Linked DNA regions of Mus musculus: regions 2 and 3 are each linked to region 1. A link is a contact called in public Hi-C and HiChIP or PLAC-seq data. All regions are on one chromosome and are shown on one strand. The core of a region is the stretch at or near the end of the contact, and the rest is flanking DNA. Distances in the headings are between cores, read along the strand shown.

Region 1 (4,542 bases), core at 1,091-3,590:
GTGTGCACCATGATGGCCTAATGGCAGCTGGGCAACCAAGGAGAACCTTGAACTTCTAATCCTCCTGACTCCATCTACCTACTCCACGTACCTAATGGTATATTACCACACCCAGCTTTTGCCATGCTAGAAACTGAACCTAGAGATTTGTGCACAACAGGCAAATACTCTACCAACTTGGCTACATTTCCAGCCCCTACCTTCTTCCTGGGCGTCAAGGTTTTACTCTTAGTCGTGGTTGGTCTGGAAATCACTATGTAGACCACGCTGATCGCACCCTTGCAGCTATCCTCCTGCCTCTCTGCCTGTGCTGAAGACACAAGCATGTACCACTCCACCCAGTGAGCCAGCTGGCACTGCTGTTCTTGAAGAGAGAGCACCTTCAGAGTGTGGAGGCAGCCAGGCAAGGGTATGCATTTGGGAGGCAGAGGCAGAGGCAGGTGGCTCTCTGAGTTACAGCTGAGCTTGGTCTACAGTTCTAGGACAGCCAGGGCTACACAGTAAGAGCCTGCCTCAGAGCACAACTCTAGGAAGTGGCTTGACCTGGCTTTTGGAGATACCTACACCAGGAGTCCCTCTCCTTCCTCACTGAGGGTGGGGCTGGCCAGGCCTTCCTGCCTTAGAGACCTCCCACTTGGGGCCCAAGGGCGTAATCTTGGCAGAAGAGACAAACCTCCTCTGCAGTGGCTGCTTCTGCTCCACCCACCCATGAAGACCTTTGGCCACATCCTCCCGACTGTCCACTGCTCTTTTGCAGCCTTAGGATCTGAGGGAAGCAGTTGGCTCCCTTCCCCACCACACCCCAACAGGCAGCCATTCTCTTGGCGTCTTCTCAAAGGTACCATCTAGCCCAAGTCTGTGAATGAAAAGTCAAAGGGTCCTCTGTCTGCTTGTCTGCTTCTGGGTCAGTGTCTGAGCTTGCCCACAGGGACAGCAGCTGGCTAGGAGGGGGGCCCCAACCTGCAGAGCAGAGTGCCGGGAAGCGCCAGCCCACATCCTTGATCCCCAGCCCCACCCTCCCCCACTGTGGCTGTGACCACCCCACCCCTTCCCCAGCCCTCCTCCCCTCTCACCCACCCCTAACCTCCCCTGGGGAGCCAAGCTGCCAGTCCCAGCTCTCACTTCCGGCCTCATGACCCTCTCTGCAGCCTGCGAGCACTCCCCTCCCATTTCCCTCAGCCCCCTCAGTCTGAAGGCTCCTGGATGTCCTTAAGCTCTTAGCAGTGGGAAACATGGCTGCTCTGAAACCTTCCTCAGGCCCTCTCTTCTCCACGGAGGCGTTACCTCCCAGGACTGCCAGCCCCCTTTCTCTCAGGAATTTCATGTTTCACTCTCTTGGTCTTCCCTTCCTTTTAGCCCCTAGTGCCCACCTAATTCGTAGATCTTCTAGCAAGCAGACACTTGCCCTAGATCCTAAGAAGGACCAGTCACTTGTTTTTTTTTTTTTTTTAAGATTATTTATTTATTACATGTAAGTACACTGTAGCTGTCTTCAGACACACCAGAAGAGGGAGTCAGATCTCGTTAGGGATGGTTGTGAGCCACCATGTGGTTGCTGGGATTTGAACTCTAGACCTTTGGAAGAGCAGTCGGGTGCTCTTACCTGCTGAGCCATCTCACCAGCCCCAGTCACTTGTTTTGCATTTAAATGTGAACACAGAGAGGCTTAGTCATGCCCTTAAGGACACACAGCCATGCCAATCAGCTTTGTTGTCACCTAAGTTTGGTTTTGTTGGGATCCTTTAAGTCAAATTGCTTCATCATCCAAAGATTCAGACTAGCCCTGGCCTCCTCAACTATCTCAACTACCACTTCTAATCTCTTTTCCCCCAGTTTGTTATCAAGATGCACTACCTCCCCTGACCACTAGGTGTCCCCCTGGAGCCACTGATGCCCCAAGGGGAACTGGTCCTGCCCCGCCCCCATCATCTCCCCCAACCCCAGAACAGTACAGCACTGCATACCCCACCCTACCCTATCCTCAGCCACACAGAGCTCCTTTGTACAGCCCCCGCCCACCCTCTTCCTGTCCAGAGTGGGGCACCTGGCAAGCAGGTCTGTTCCTGAACCGCCCCCTGCCAGCCCCTTGCCCCGAGTGCCAGGTGTGTAGGCGCCACTGCCAGCTCTCACTGAACCCGAGGGTCACCTCATTGGCAGCCCTCCCTTCCTCCCTCCGAGGTCACCCAGGGACTGTGCTTTCCGCCCCACTCCACCCCCATTCCCTCCTGCCCTTGGCCCTTCCAGACTCCTGTCCTTGTCTTTCCTTCTGTCTCCCAGAGGACTCCCTCTTCCAGTACCACTAGCACCTCCTCCCACCTCTCTCCCGCCCCCGCCCACATCCCTCCCCAGAGAGAGCCAGTTCGGCCACGCCCCTCACTGCCGACCAGGTCGGAAGAACTCCTCCCCCTGGAAAGTCACTGTTGAAAAGGAAGTGACTTCAGCAGTTTGGCCACAAGGCTGGGCATTGCTGAGCCCAGCGCAGCCCAAGTCCTGCCCAGCCCACCTCCAAAACACAAAGGGAGCCATGTGCACATGCCACCTCACCTTGTGCTCAGAACCCTGAGCACACACAAACCCACCCAAGGGTGTTTGAGTCTTGGTCCACTAGTACCCTGTGTGGTAGACAGCCCAGGATACCCACACCTGCATAGGATCCATAGCCAGCAGTCACCACTACAGCACACATGTGAAGCTCTTAACTATTCCCCCCACATAGGCCACTTATGTAACTCTTGCATACACAACCCTGTGCACTAAGGACAGAGAGCCCCACACACCTGCTTGCACACAGACCCAGCACAGCACATTTACAGCCTCACATCCTCCTGCAGCCCTGCCTCCCCACCCTTCCCATCCCTGGAGGCCCAACCCCCATGCAGACCTCAGGAATGCTCCTTTGGAAGTTGGGTGGGGTTTCCAGCAGGCTAAACTCTAAGGAGCTTCCTGGAGCCTGAGGCTTCATGTGTCAGTTCAGGGAGTTGCCTCTATAGGGCAGGGCAGCCCCACCTGGCCTCTGTGGCTGGGAGCCTGGGTGGGCTAAACCTGGGCCACAAGAAAGATGGGTCCTGCCATGGCCTGCCCTGCGGCCAGCTGCCGGGCATGCAATCACACCTGGACTACCATGGCCTCTCAGCTCTGTAGAGGAGTCCTGGGGAGGTCAGCTGCATATATCAGGCACGCTGGCTTCCACCTCTGCCCTGAATCCTGGTCACCGTCACAACCCATCTCTCCGCCCAGTTCTCCAGGTCATGGAGGCATAGGGAAGAGTCCTCAGGCTAGGAGGCAGGATGCTAAGGGACTCACTGTGCCACATGAGCCTCTATTCCCTTCTCTGGATAATGGGGAGTTCGAATAGGCTAGATTAATGTCTCTCTCTCTGCCTAAGCTAAGAGGCGATCTTTGTTACACTGGCTCACAGTTACCTGCGCAGGCTCTGCAGAGGCTGGACTCAGCAAGAAAGGGCTGTCTCCACCAGCATCAGCTTCTCCAGGGTAGTCTTTGCAGAGGCCTGAGCAGTGCCACTCCCCCGGTCACCTGGGACCCTCGGCACTCACTCAGCTGGCTTGGCTCTGGGGTCCAGGCCGATGGGTAGACAGTCAGGCAACCTCCCCATCTGTAGAAGCAAACACAGCACACCAAAGATAAGCATAGATGGAGCATGGACGGAGGAGTCAGGCAGAGGGCAACTGAGCCAGGTGGGCATGCTCCACAAATACCAGTCCTGATCTGACTTTACCCCACTGCAGAGGCTCAGTACCTACCTACCATCCCACCTTCTTTCTTTGAACTCTTTAAAAATGCAATGACTTGGAATGGAGAGATGGCTCTGTGGTTAAGAGCACTGGCTGCTCTTGCAGGACTCTGGTTCAACTCCCAGCAACCACATGGCAGCTAACAGCTGTCTGTAACTCCTGTTCCAGGAAATCGGACATCCTCACCCAGACATACACGCAGGCAAAGCACCAATAATACGCATGAAATAAAAATAAACGACTTTTAAAGTTACTTTTAAAAAAGACTTAATTATATTTTAAATGTTTTGCACGCCTGGTGCCCACAGATCAGAAGAGGGCGTCAGATCCCCATGGAATTGGAGTTACAAGATGGTGGTAAGCTACCCTGGAGGTACTGTGAATAGAGCCCAGATCCTTGGAAAGAGCAATAAGTGCTCTTAAGCCCTGAGCCACTTCTCCAGCCCCCAGTCCCTGTCTCTTACATCCCAGACTCCTGTTGAGAAGCAGTATCTTTGCAAGTCTAGATACTCACACGTGTGCACAAACAGCACACCAGAGAAAGTGGAGGGAACCTGGCCTTGGCTCAACTCCTTATCCTGTCTACAGCCTATATATTCTTCCCCATTTTCTCACCCCTAAAAATGAGGAGTGACATCTTATGAAGCAGAGAGACAGCTCTGGGGCTGGTAACTGTACAAGTCTGAGTCGCTGTCCCTAGAGGAAGAGGAAGGTGTGCCCACTGCCATGGAGGTGTATGTGGAGCTGGCACCTGCCCAATGCCAGCAGCAACTGGATATAGCTCTTGTTT
Region 2 (4,542 bases), core at 1,034-3,533, 390 kb before region 1:
CTGGTTGCATGACTGCAGAATGACGCAGGGCCACGAATCTGACTGATCACGGACTCAGTCATTCTTTTAAGTACCAGAAACATGCAGATGGACGTGTCACATTTTCCGTGTTCTCCGTGCCCTCAGCTCCTGCCTGCGCTTCCCTAGAGAGAGCAGGTGCCCACTCGCTGCAAGTGGCTGAATTCTGTCATCTCACCGTGTTACACACTCCCCCTCCACCTGCCTCCTTGCGGTCTCTCTTTCTGGAAAATTCTCATTGGAGGTTGACTAACAGACTTTAATTCCATAACCTCCCTCAAGCCCTCCTGACTTCACAGGTATTAAGTAGCTTCCTCTCCCCTTCCTCAAGGGCTGTCCAGACTGTGGGAGATGCCCTCACTACATTGGCCCACAACTCACAGACATGGCAATATTGCCTCCTGCCTAGCTTTCCCAGTGCTGGGATTGCAGGCGTGAGCTATCACGTCTGAGGTCAGAAGATGGCTGGAATGTTCCTTGTGTCTCACCATCTGCTTGCCCTGTCCTGTCCTTGAACTTCCTCTGAGCTCCACAGCATGAAAAATTAGCTCCTCGGGATCTGCCCAGCTTCCCAGAGGCTGCAGGAACATCTCAGACTCCACCCACCTCAATTTAGCAGGCAGAGTGTACTGGAGTAAAATGCCTTCCTCAGCCAGCCCAGGGATGGGGGCACCAACAGGGGCAGTGGGCGGCCATCATTGAAGGGCTCTCTAACAGGCCCAATCATGGCAAACATGGCGCTGTCTGCTTTGGCCCTTCCCTCTGCCTTGCTAAACCACGAGATTACATTCCTAAAGCTTGCCCCCAAGGTCTATTCCCTTATTTAGCCACCTATTCATTCTTGAGACTAAACACCAAGGCCCAGCTATCAACATTCATTTTTTGCCTACACCAGCTAAGCTGTCCAATCAGGTCTTAGCACAGACTTCCCCTTCCCTCATTAAAAACTATTTCTGCAGACACACCTGCTACTGCCGTGGTCTGATCCAGAGGCGGCACGCCCCTTGCTTGTCCCTCTGGGGTAATAAACTTCCTTTGTGCTGAGAATTTGGTGTCTGGGTGTGTTCCCTAGCGACTCTAACACACACACACACACACACACACAATCACAAGATGAGGTCTGTGATGGGGTCCTCACAGGGTCTGAGGATAGCTGTGGAGTGCGGTCTTCCTAAAGGAGGCACTAGTTCCCTGGGGGGACTGGACAGGGCTTTCCCACCATGGAGACGGAGTGAGTTAGGGCGAGTCCCACCCCCAGTGCTGTGGCCGAGCCTCAGGAATTTCCCAAAGGGAGAATGGCTAGTGGGGAAACGAGTGGAATAATTTGGGAAGGGAAGCTCTGGGCGAGAGGAAGGTAATGTCTCTAAGAACTCTTAGGAAGAAAGGCCCAATGGAACAGAGCGGGTGAGCGTGAAGCGTTCAGGTGGAGTGGGTCATGCACTCAGGTAGCTGAGGCAGGAGAATTGCTGTAAGTCTGAGGTCAACCTGAGCTACATAATGAGTTCCACACCGGGTTATAGATTTAGAGTCTGTTTAAGTGTGCGCGCACACACCAAAACAAAATAAGACTTATGGAGGATCAGGAAGTAGGCAGGAGACAAAGAATCCTAAAATTCTCTGTGCTTACCTTTCCATGAGGGAAATGGTGCTGGTCTACAGTGCGCATGTGCTGAGCGCAGCCCGGCGCTCACTTCCCTCCCTGATGGAGCACAGGAGGACGGCCCTGGGCCAGAGCCCTGGCTCCTTTGTGGTTTGCTTTTGTTTGCAGCACTGGGAATTGAACCCACGACCTCACGCACACGGAGGCAGGTGTTCTGCCACTGTGCTTTCTCTGCTTGGAAAGACTACATTGGCTGGCATCTTTGGGGGCCAGGCAGACTCCTTACCATCGGTGTGAACCTGTCAGAAACCCTGGTAACCTGAATATAAAAAGGGTCGTTGATTGATTTGGGCTCCTCTTAAGGATGAACACAGCAGAGGAGGCGAGATTTAGCGGCTGTTCTGACTGGTTAGGCTCCCTTCTCTCCCTCTCCTCCCCAACGCAGGAGAAACTGTGGAGTAGGTGTGGCTCTCCTTGGCTCCTGAAGTCCCAGGGAGGCAAGTCTGAGTCTCACAGCCTTATTCCATCCCCCCCCCCCCACCTGTGACTGCTTTCTAGAGATTCCAGCACCTTCTGAGTCTCGACTGTATTAGTTACTAGAGTTAGGGCACAGACTATTCCACACTGTGCACAGAGGACGGTGGCACATGGCTTCTCTGACTCAGCATGACTCCAGGAGTGCCACAGCTGCGTGCCTGCAACTCATGATCTCTCAGAGTTGTGATCAGATGTGAGTCAGATCTGCTGCTGCCTGAAGATTTGAGGGTCTCCTCAGAGGACTGTCCACTCCCAGGGTTGGCAGCTTGATGCTGAGCAGGTGGCCTCAATTCCTGGCTTCATGGTCAGGTGTTGTAGCTTGTGCGTCCTCACAAAACGCCTGGCTTCCCTGAAAGGCAGTTGCCCCAGGCGGGGAGGTCGAAGCCCCAGTCTCCTTCATAGTTTAACCCTGACTATCACAAGCCTTCACTCCTGCTGTATCTTTTTGGCCAACCACTTCATTGCTATTTAGTGGGAAGGACATGTCAAGGGGTTACTGGAACTTTCTTGCATCCTGGCAGCCATGCTAGCTTTTATGTAAATCATTAGGAATGAGAGAGAAGCTCATAGACCTTCTAGAACCATCTGAGTGCTCTGAGCCATGTCTGCTTCCAGCTTGGGACTCTGAAGAGGGATGAAGCTGCCAACCGCCAGTGACTCTCTTCTTCCTGTCCCCTATCCCCCCAGTCTTTACTTCTTGTAAAAGTATCCCTTTTACTCAGGCAGTGAGTTCCAACTACCACCCAGGTGTGGCAGCTGTTCAGCAAAGCCATTGACTCACTAACTGTTCTGGGCTCTCTCTGCTGGCCTGCTACAGTTCATCTGGAGGCCAGTGACAGGGGTCAAGTCACCTGAAGGAGGGGTGACAGAGTGTGTCACAAGAAGCTGAAGAGCCAAGATTCAGGAAGGGTGGGGACCTTGACAGCTGGGGTCCATGGTACTACAGACTCAGGCTGCAGTTGTAGCTCAGTCAGCAGAGAGCTTGCCTTCAAGCAGTGAGGACCTGAGTTCAATACCCAGAATCTGTGTGTCCTAGTTAGCGTTTCCATGACTGTGAAGAGACACTATGACCAAGGCAACTCTTATAAGAACGTTTAACTGGGGCTGGCTTACAGGTTCAGAGGGTCAGTCCATTAACATCAAGGTGGGAGCATGGCAGCATCCAGGCAGACATGGTGCTGCAGGAGCCAAGAGTTCTACATCTTGGTCTGAAGGCAAATAGGAGAAAGACTGGCTTGCAGGCAGCTAGGAAGAGGGTCTTAAAGTCCACTCCCATAGAGACACACTTTCTCCAACAAGGCCATACCTCCTAAGAGTGCCCCTCCCTGGGCCAAGCATATTCAAACCACCATACTGTGTTCAGAAGGAAAGGAGGCCAGGCTTAACGGTGGGCACTTGTAACCCCAGTGCTGGAGAGGTGGGGACAGCTGGATCCCAAGGGCTTTCTGGTGAGCCAGCCTAGCTCTTGGCAAACTTCATGAGAGACCCTGTCCAAAAAAAAAGGTGGACATCTCCTGAGGAATGACACCTGCTGTAAGGTTTTTCTCTGGTCTCTCCGTGCACACCTATACACATGTCCAAGTGTCCACCCCCATATGTCCACCCGCACACACATGAATACACCAGCACACACATATACATACTACACGAACACACTCGAGACACCTCACACCTCACCACTGCTCCAGTTTACTGGTAAAAAGAATCAGATTGGTCCAGCTGAGCCAGATGACTACATCCACAATGGCCAGGGAAGAGGTGGAGCTATAGCCATGATGCTGTAAGGTGGGCGGGACCTAGGACAGGTGATGTTGCCGAGGTAGCTGTTCAGACAGGAACTTTTTGCCTGCTTGCTTTCACTCTCCCTGGCAAGTCCAAGTCCTTCACACACATATTCATATAAATATTCTATGAGTTCTGTTCTAAAGAACCCTGGCTAATACAAAGGGAATGAATGTTGGTTGTCCCTGACCCCAGAGAGTAATTTGCTGCAATTGTATGGCTTTGGAAATGGCCTGATTTGGGCCACAGGGGATGAAGAAACTACAGGCAAACATGGAAAAGCCAGGATCGGTGGGTCGTGTGCTCTGATGGAGACACGCCAAGCAGTATGGGAGAAGGGGCGAGATACAACCAGTTCCTGTGCAGCATTGAGGAGGAGGTATCAGCTAATGTCAGTCGGGGGCAGTCTCTCTCTGCTATGGTCCTCCTGGAGCTGAAGCACTATCAACACTATCAACATCCAGTACCTGGACCAGGGAAGGCTTTCATCCCTGAGCCTGACCCAGGAAAGCCTTGCCATTCCCAGAGTGTGAGGCCCTGGAATCCTTGACAAGGATTCCTGGCTGCTCCTGTTAATAACACACAGCTGCAGCCAGGCAGTGGTG
Region 3 (4,542 bases), core at 1,149-3,648, 330 kb before region 1:
ACAAATATGCTCAGCAGGAGGTCAAACACAGGAGTCCCTATTATTCTTTTTTTTTTTTTTGGTTTTTGAGACATCTGTGTAGCCCTGGCTGTCCTGGAACTTACTTTGTAGACCAGGCTGGCCTCAAACTCAGAAATCCGCCTGCCTCTGCCTCCCAAGTGCCATTCAAAGACAGATGAAACGGCAGGAGTGGTGGCAGATGCCTGTAATCACAGCATGTGGGAGAAAGAGGCAGGCGATGCGGAGTTCAAGACCATCCCCACTAGTTAGGAGGCCAGCTTGGGTTACATGTGACCATCTCCAAAAAAAGAAAAAAAAACCATATAAAACTAACCAAGATGATAGATGTCAGAATAGTGGTTACTCCAGGGGCACAGGGGACTATAGACCAGAGCCCACAGGAATCCAGAATGCACAAAGATGTCCTGTATCTTCTTCTGGGTAGTTCATGTGAACTCACACATTGTAAATGGCACATTTAAGGATTACATGCAAAACACACACATAAAGATTATGCATATTTGTTACAGTGTATAGGCAAGTTACCTCACAATTAAATACATGGGAGGGTGCTAAAAAAACACCCATGCAGTCAGGTTATCTACCTACAGTCACAGAGCTGGCACACAGTAGAGTTGGTACTTAAATTAGGCCTTCAGGGCTGACCCCTGAGACCGGCTGCAGAGAAGGATGCCTTGAACCCCCACCGGCAGAGCCGCCCCAGCTCTCCACAGGCAGCTTATTCCTCAGTTCTAATGTGGGACCCACTTGCTCCTCCTGCCAGACATTAGCACTGTGGTTCAGCCACTCCCGGAAACTAGACTTGCCAGAAGCCTCAGCACACCGACAGCTGCCGTTTTGCCAGTGAGGCCAAAACAGGATCAAAAGCCAGGCCCACAACTAAAGCTGAGATTCTGCTGGGAGCTATGGCAGGGTGAAAGCTAGCTGGGACAGGATGGGACAGGGTGCCCAGCCACACCCTACATTCACAACAGACCCTGGTCTACAACGTGAAGAGCCAGGCCACACAAGACATAAGCAGCTCAGAGGACCCACCAGCCTGGCCTCTGGCCTACAAGGCCTGCCACTCCCATGAGGACGGCACCTGTTAACCCAGAAAGGCTACATTCTGCCAGCCAGTCTTGCACACCTCCTGGTATGGCAAGACGTATGGAGGACTCAGCCGTTTAGTTTACAGCAGCTTCCATCCTGTTTGGCATTCTCAGCCCAGACTATGCTTCCCTCCTCTCCCTCTCCTCGTCCCCATCTCTGAAGGAGCCACCGCCTGCTGCTTGGAGGCAGCTATTTCCTCTCTACTCTTCCCACAACTCCTACACAATCCCTGTCCCAAACCATTTCCTGCAGCTTCCCATCTGATCAGTTTCTTAGGAAGCTAATTATCCACAGAGGGAGGAGGCGGGAATCGCTCAGAGCCAAGAACATGGAGAGAAAACTTCATCTCCACTCCGCGCCTTCCAGGACAACTGTGGTGTAACACTGACCCACCGTGCTCGTCCCCACCTAAGACGCCTGCGGTTCCCCATCCACACAGACCTGTCTTCTACACCGACTCTGAGGCCACTCAGAATCAGTTCTAACCCCAGTGCAGACCTGTTGCCAACACACTCTAAGGAGCAACATCACAAAGGCCCATGTACCACCAGGACCCATAGTACTGCCCCCTGCCTCATGACAAGCACTTGTGTGTTAGCTGTCATAGCTATATCTCCTACCACATCTGCCCAAGCACGGTAGGTGCTCAGCGGCAAGCTGAAAAGGTGGAACTCCAGAGCAAACCTAGCTCCCTCTGCAGAAGAGCCAGGAATGGAGGGAAGACAGTCATTTACTGTTAGCACAGAAAGGCCTAGCTAGGGTCAAACAGTTGAGCCCAACCCCAGTTTTGCCACCACCCTGCTGCCCTTGAGCAAGTCACTTCCGCCCTGGCCTTCTGCTTCCTCCTGTGTAAGATGGGAGAGCAGGCCAGGTCCTGTCTACAGTTTCCCAGAGTCCTTCTTGCTGGGTGCTCTTTGTATGCTCATTTCACCTCCCCAGCTCTGCGCAGGAGGTCCACGTAGCTGAGAATGAAGGAGCCGACTTCTCTCTCTCCCATTGCACTCACGGGATTCTAGACTTAGTCTAGAATCTCCAAAGGCTCTGAAATCTGACTTGCTCCTTACATGGTCTGACCACAGGCTACGAGCAGAGCTGGTGTAGGAGGAGAGATGATCAGGTCCTAGCGCTCTGAGGTGCCATGCCCTCCTTCAGGACCTGTCTACTGACTGGCCTGAATCTGAGCACAGCCCCTCCCCCTTAGAGGCTCTCCTAGGCTGGTACTCCAACAGCAATGGTGTGGCAAGAGCTGCTTTGCTGGGGAGCTCTGATCTACTGTCTCTCAGTCCCAGGCTGAGGGACAGATAAGCAGAAATCTGCTTTGCGCAGATGCCTCTGCAGCTAGCTCAGTCTTAAACATCTCCCTAATACCCCAGTGCAGGTCAGACCATGTCACCCTGCTCCTGATGGGACCACACAACACTTAGTACTGACTCTAGCAGCCAACCCAAGACCCAGCAGAGGTCTGGCCCTGTCTCCTCCACTCTCTCTTCACACTTCTCTAATCACACTCTCTTCAGGACCCTGGTCTTTGAAGAGCGGACTGCTTCTTTCCTGTCACTCAGCTGCCTCCTTGGAGAGCCTTCAGACCTATGTTTATTTCCTTTATACACATACTCCTGTCTGACATTGTTGGATTTACTGTTCAACACTCCATACTTGGATGTGAGCCCTTTGACACCAAATCCTCTTCTGCCTTGATGCTGGCTGCATCCTAAGGAAACGGACACAAAGAGGATGGAACTGGCTGGGAAGGTTTGTACTGACATTAACTAGCCTGGGTGATCAGGAAGGCCACTCTGGGGACATGTGACTTGAAGGAAAATGCTAGTTTGAGGCGGTATACAGACGGTGTTCTAGGTTAGGGGACAAGCAGACACTACAGTCTCAGGGGGAAGCGGGCTGGCAAGGGAAACAGGACATGACATTGAGAATGGTATAAGCTATAGCTCTGAGATTGTGTCTCAAGTTCAAAAGGAAGCATCAAAAAGAGCTTCAGCAGGGAACACCATGTTCCGGTTTACATCCTACAAACTCCTCGCTGCTCTATGGTCACCTCATTACAGCCAGCGCTGGGGGCCAGAGTCACCACAGGGTGCTCAGGCAGGGACAGAGAGACTAGGTGTGGAAGGAATGAAGAGCAGCCCGTGACCTAGGCTACAGTCCCCACAGGCTGGAGCTCCAGCTGCTCAGCAACCCAGTGTAACCCAACCTACTTAATAATGTCGCTTCCCGCTATGCCAGCGCAGATTCTTTCAGCTGGGCGTCTACTCATGTCAGCAGCTCAGTCTTGGCCAGTGTCCCAGGCCTCCTGATTTGATGCCTCTTTCCTACGGGATCTGCTCACTGGTCTTCCCAGCCACATCTCTTCCCTCTCTAGAGGCTTCCCATGTGCAGCAATCTCCAAGTTACCCAGTGTCGGTTTCCTGAGATAGTTATAAGCCGGCTAAAGGCAAACACTGCAGCATGCTCGGCTCAGGGTCATCGTGAAATGGACAACCATGCACTAAGTGGAATCCTCAGCACAAGACCAGGAACTGGCGAGAGCAGTCACGGCGGCTCCCTAGCCTGGTCCAGGGCAACACACGTCATAGACTCTCACCAACCCTGACAATGGCTTCTGCTTTCCCTGCTGGCTGTTTGGTGGAAGGATTGGCACTGTCCCAGTGGGTTTCAAAAGCAAAGGGCAATCTGGACTGGTGGCTTACTCATGAACACAGCAGTCAGTAGGGTAAGGCAAGAGCCTGCTGTGAGTTCAAGGACAGACTGGGCTACAGCGCTAGAGGCAGTCTTTTTTTTTTTATTTAAGATTTATTTATTTATTTATTATATGTAAGTACACTGTAGCTGTCTTCAGATATCCCAGAAGAGGGCATCAGATCTCATTACAGATGGTTGTGAGCCACCATGTGGTTGCTGGGATTTGAACTCAGGACCTTCAGAAGAGCAGTCAGTGCTCTTAACCACTGAGCCACCTCTCCAGCCCTAAATGGTATCTTTTTTTTTTTTTTTTTTTTTGGTTTTTCGAGACAGGGTTTCTCTGTATAGCCCTGGCTGTCCTGGAACTCACTTTGTAGATCAGGCTGGCCTCGAACTCAGAGATCCACCTGCCTCTGCCTCCCGAGTGCTGGGATTAAAGGCGTGCGCCACCACGCCCTGGCTGAGGCAGTCTTTTTTTAAGCAAATGCAATCAGCATCACTTGGGGCTCTTTCCATCATCACCTCACGGCCGTGCCTTCCTCCCACTCTCTGTCAGAGAGCAAACCAACACTTCCCCTTCAGGACCTAGGTCAATGCTCTGAAAGTGAGTCACCCCCTCCAACACACACACACACACACACACACACACACACACACACTCACATTCATATATACACACACACTCATACACACACACATTCAAACACACTCACACATATACATACTCACATA

The links. A called contact is a pair of places that touch in the nucleus more often than the background predicts. HiChIP or PLAC-seq counts read pairs in DNA pulled down with a chosen protein or histone mark.
Region 2: a contact with region 1 is called in a FOXA1 HiChIP or PLAC-seq map of pancreatic cancer cells. The contact joins two enhancer-like sites. A contact is called at or near these places in 1 of 15 datasets of contacts at CTCF or cohesin (large pre-B cells), 4 of 115 datasets of contacts at active chromatin or transcription factors (embryonic stem cells and pancreatic cancer cells) and 2 of 9 other capture datasets (embryonic stem cells and liver).
Region 3: a contact with region 1 is called in a Hi-C map of bone marrow-derived macrophages, with 20 read pairs. The contact joins two enhancer-like sites. A contact is called at or near these places in 1 of 484 Hi-C or Micro-C datasets (bone marrow-derived macrophages), 1 of 115 datasets of contacts at active chromatin or transcription factors (embryonic stem cells) and 1 of 9 other capture datasets (adipose tissue).

What each region holds. Positions count from the first base shown.
Region 1 is chr4:133,054,084-133,058,625 of GRCm38.p6, reverse strand. It overlaps Ahdc1 (AT hook, DNA binding motif, containing 1), which reads right to left. Exons shown (of 7, transcript NM_146155.3): 3 at 3,423-3,613. Among named protein-coding and RNA genes, the nearest start is that of Gm26615, 27 kb to the left of the region's middle. Within about 2 kb of position 2,340, at least 293 of the 459 cell types and tissues checked have an H3K27ac peak or open chromatin away from gene starts, as enhancers often do. A contact at or near this core is called in adipose tissue, bone marrow-derived macrophages, embryonic stem cells and 1 more, where this site is marked.
Region 2 is chr4:133,445,327-133,449,868 of GRCm38.p6, reverse strand. No RefSeq gene overlaps it. Among named protein-coding and RNA genes, the nearest start is that of Gm42322, 7.2 kb to the right of the region's middle. Within about 2 kb of position 2,283, at least 44 of the 459 cell types and tissues checked have an H3K27ac peak or open chromatin away from gene starts, as enhancers often do. A contact at or near this core is called in embryonic stem cells and pancreatic cancer cells, where this site is marked.
Region 3 is chr4:133,388,162-133,392,703 of GRCm38.p6, reverse strand. The region is part of intron 1 of Slc9a1 (solute carrier family 9 (sodium/hydrogen exchanger), member 1); the gene reads right to left. Among named protein-coding and RNA genes, the nearest start is that of Mir5122, 21 kb to the right of the region's middle. Within about 2 kb of position 2,398, at least 118 of the 459 cell types and tissues checked have an H3K27ac peak or open chromatin away from gene starts, as enhancers often do. A contact at or near this core is called in adipose tissue and bone marrow-derived macrophages, where this site is marked.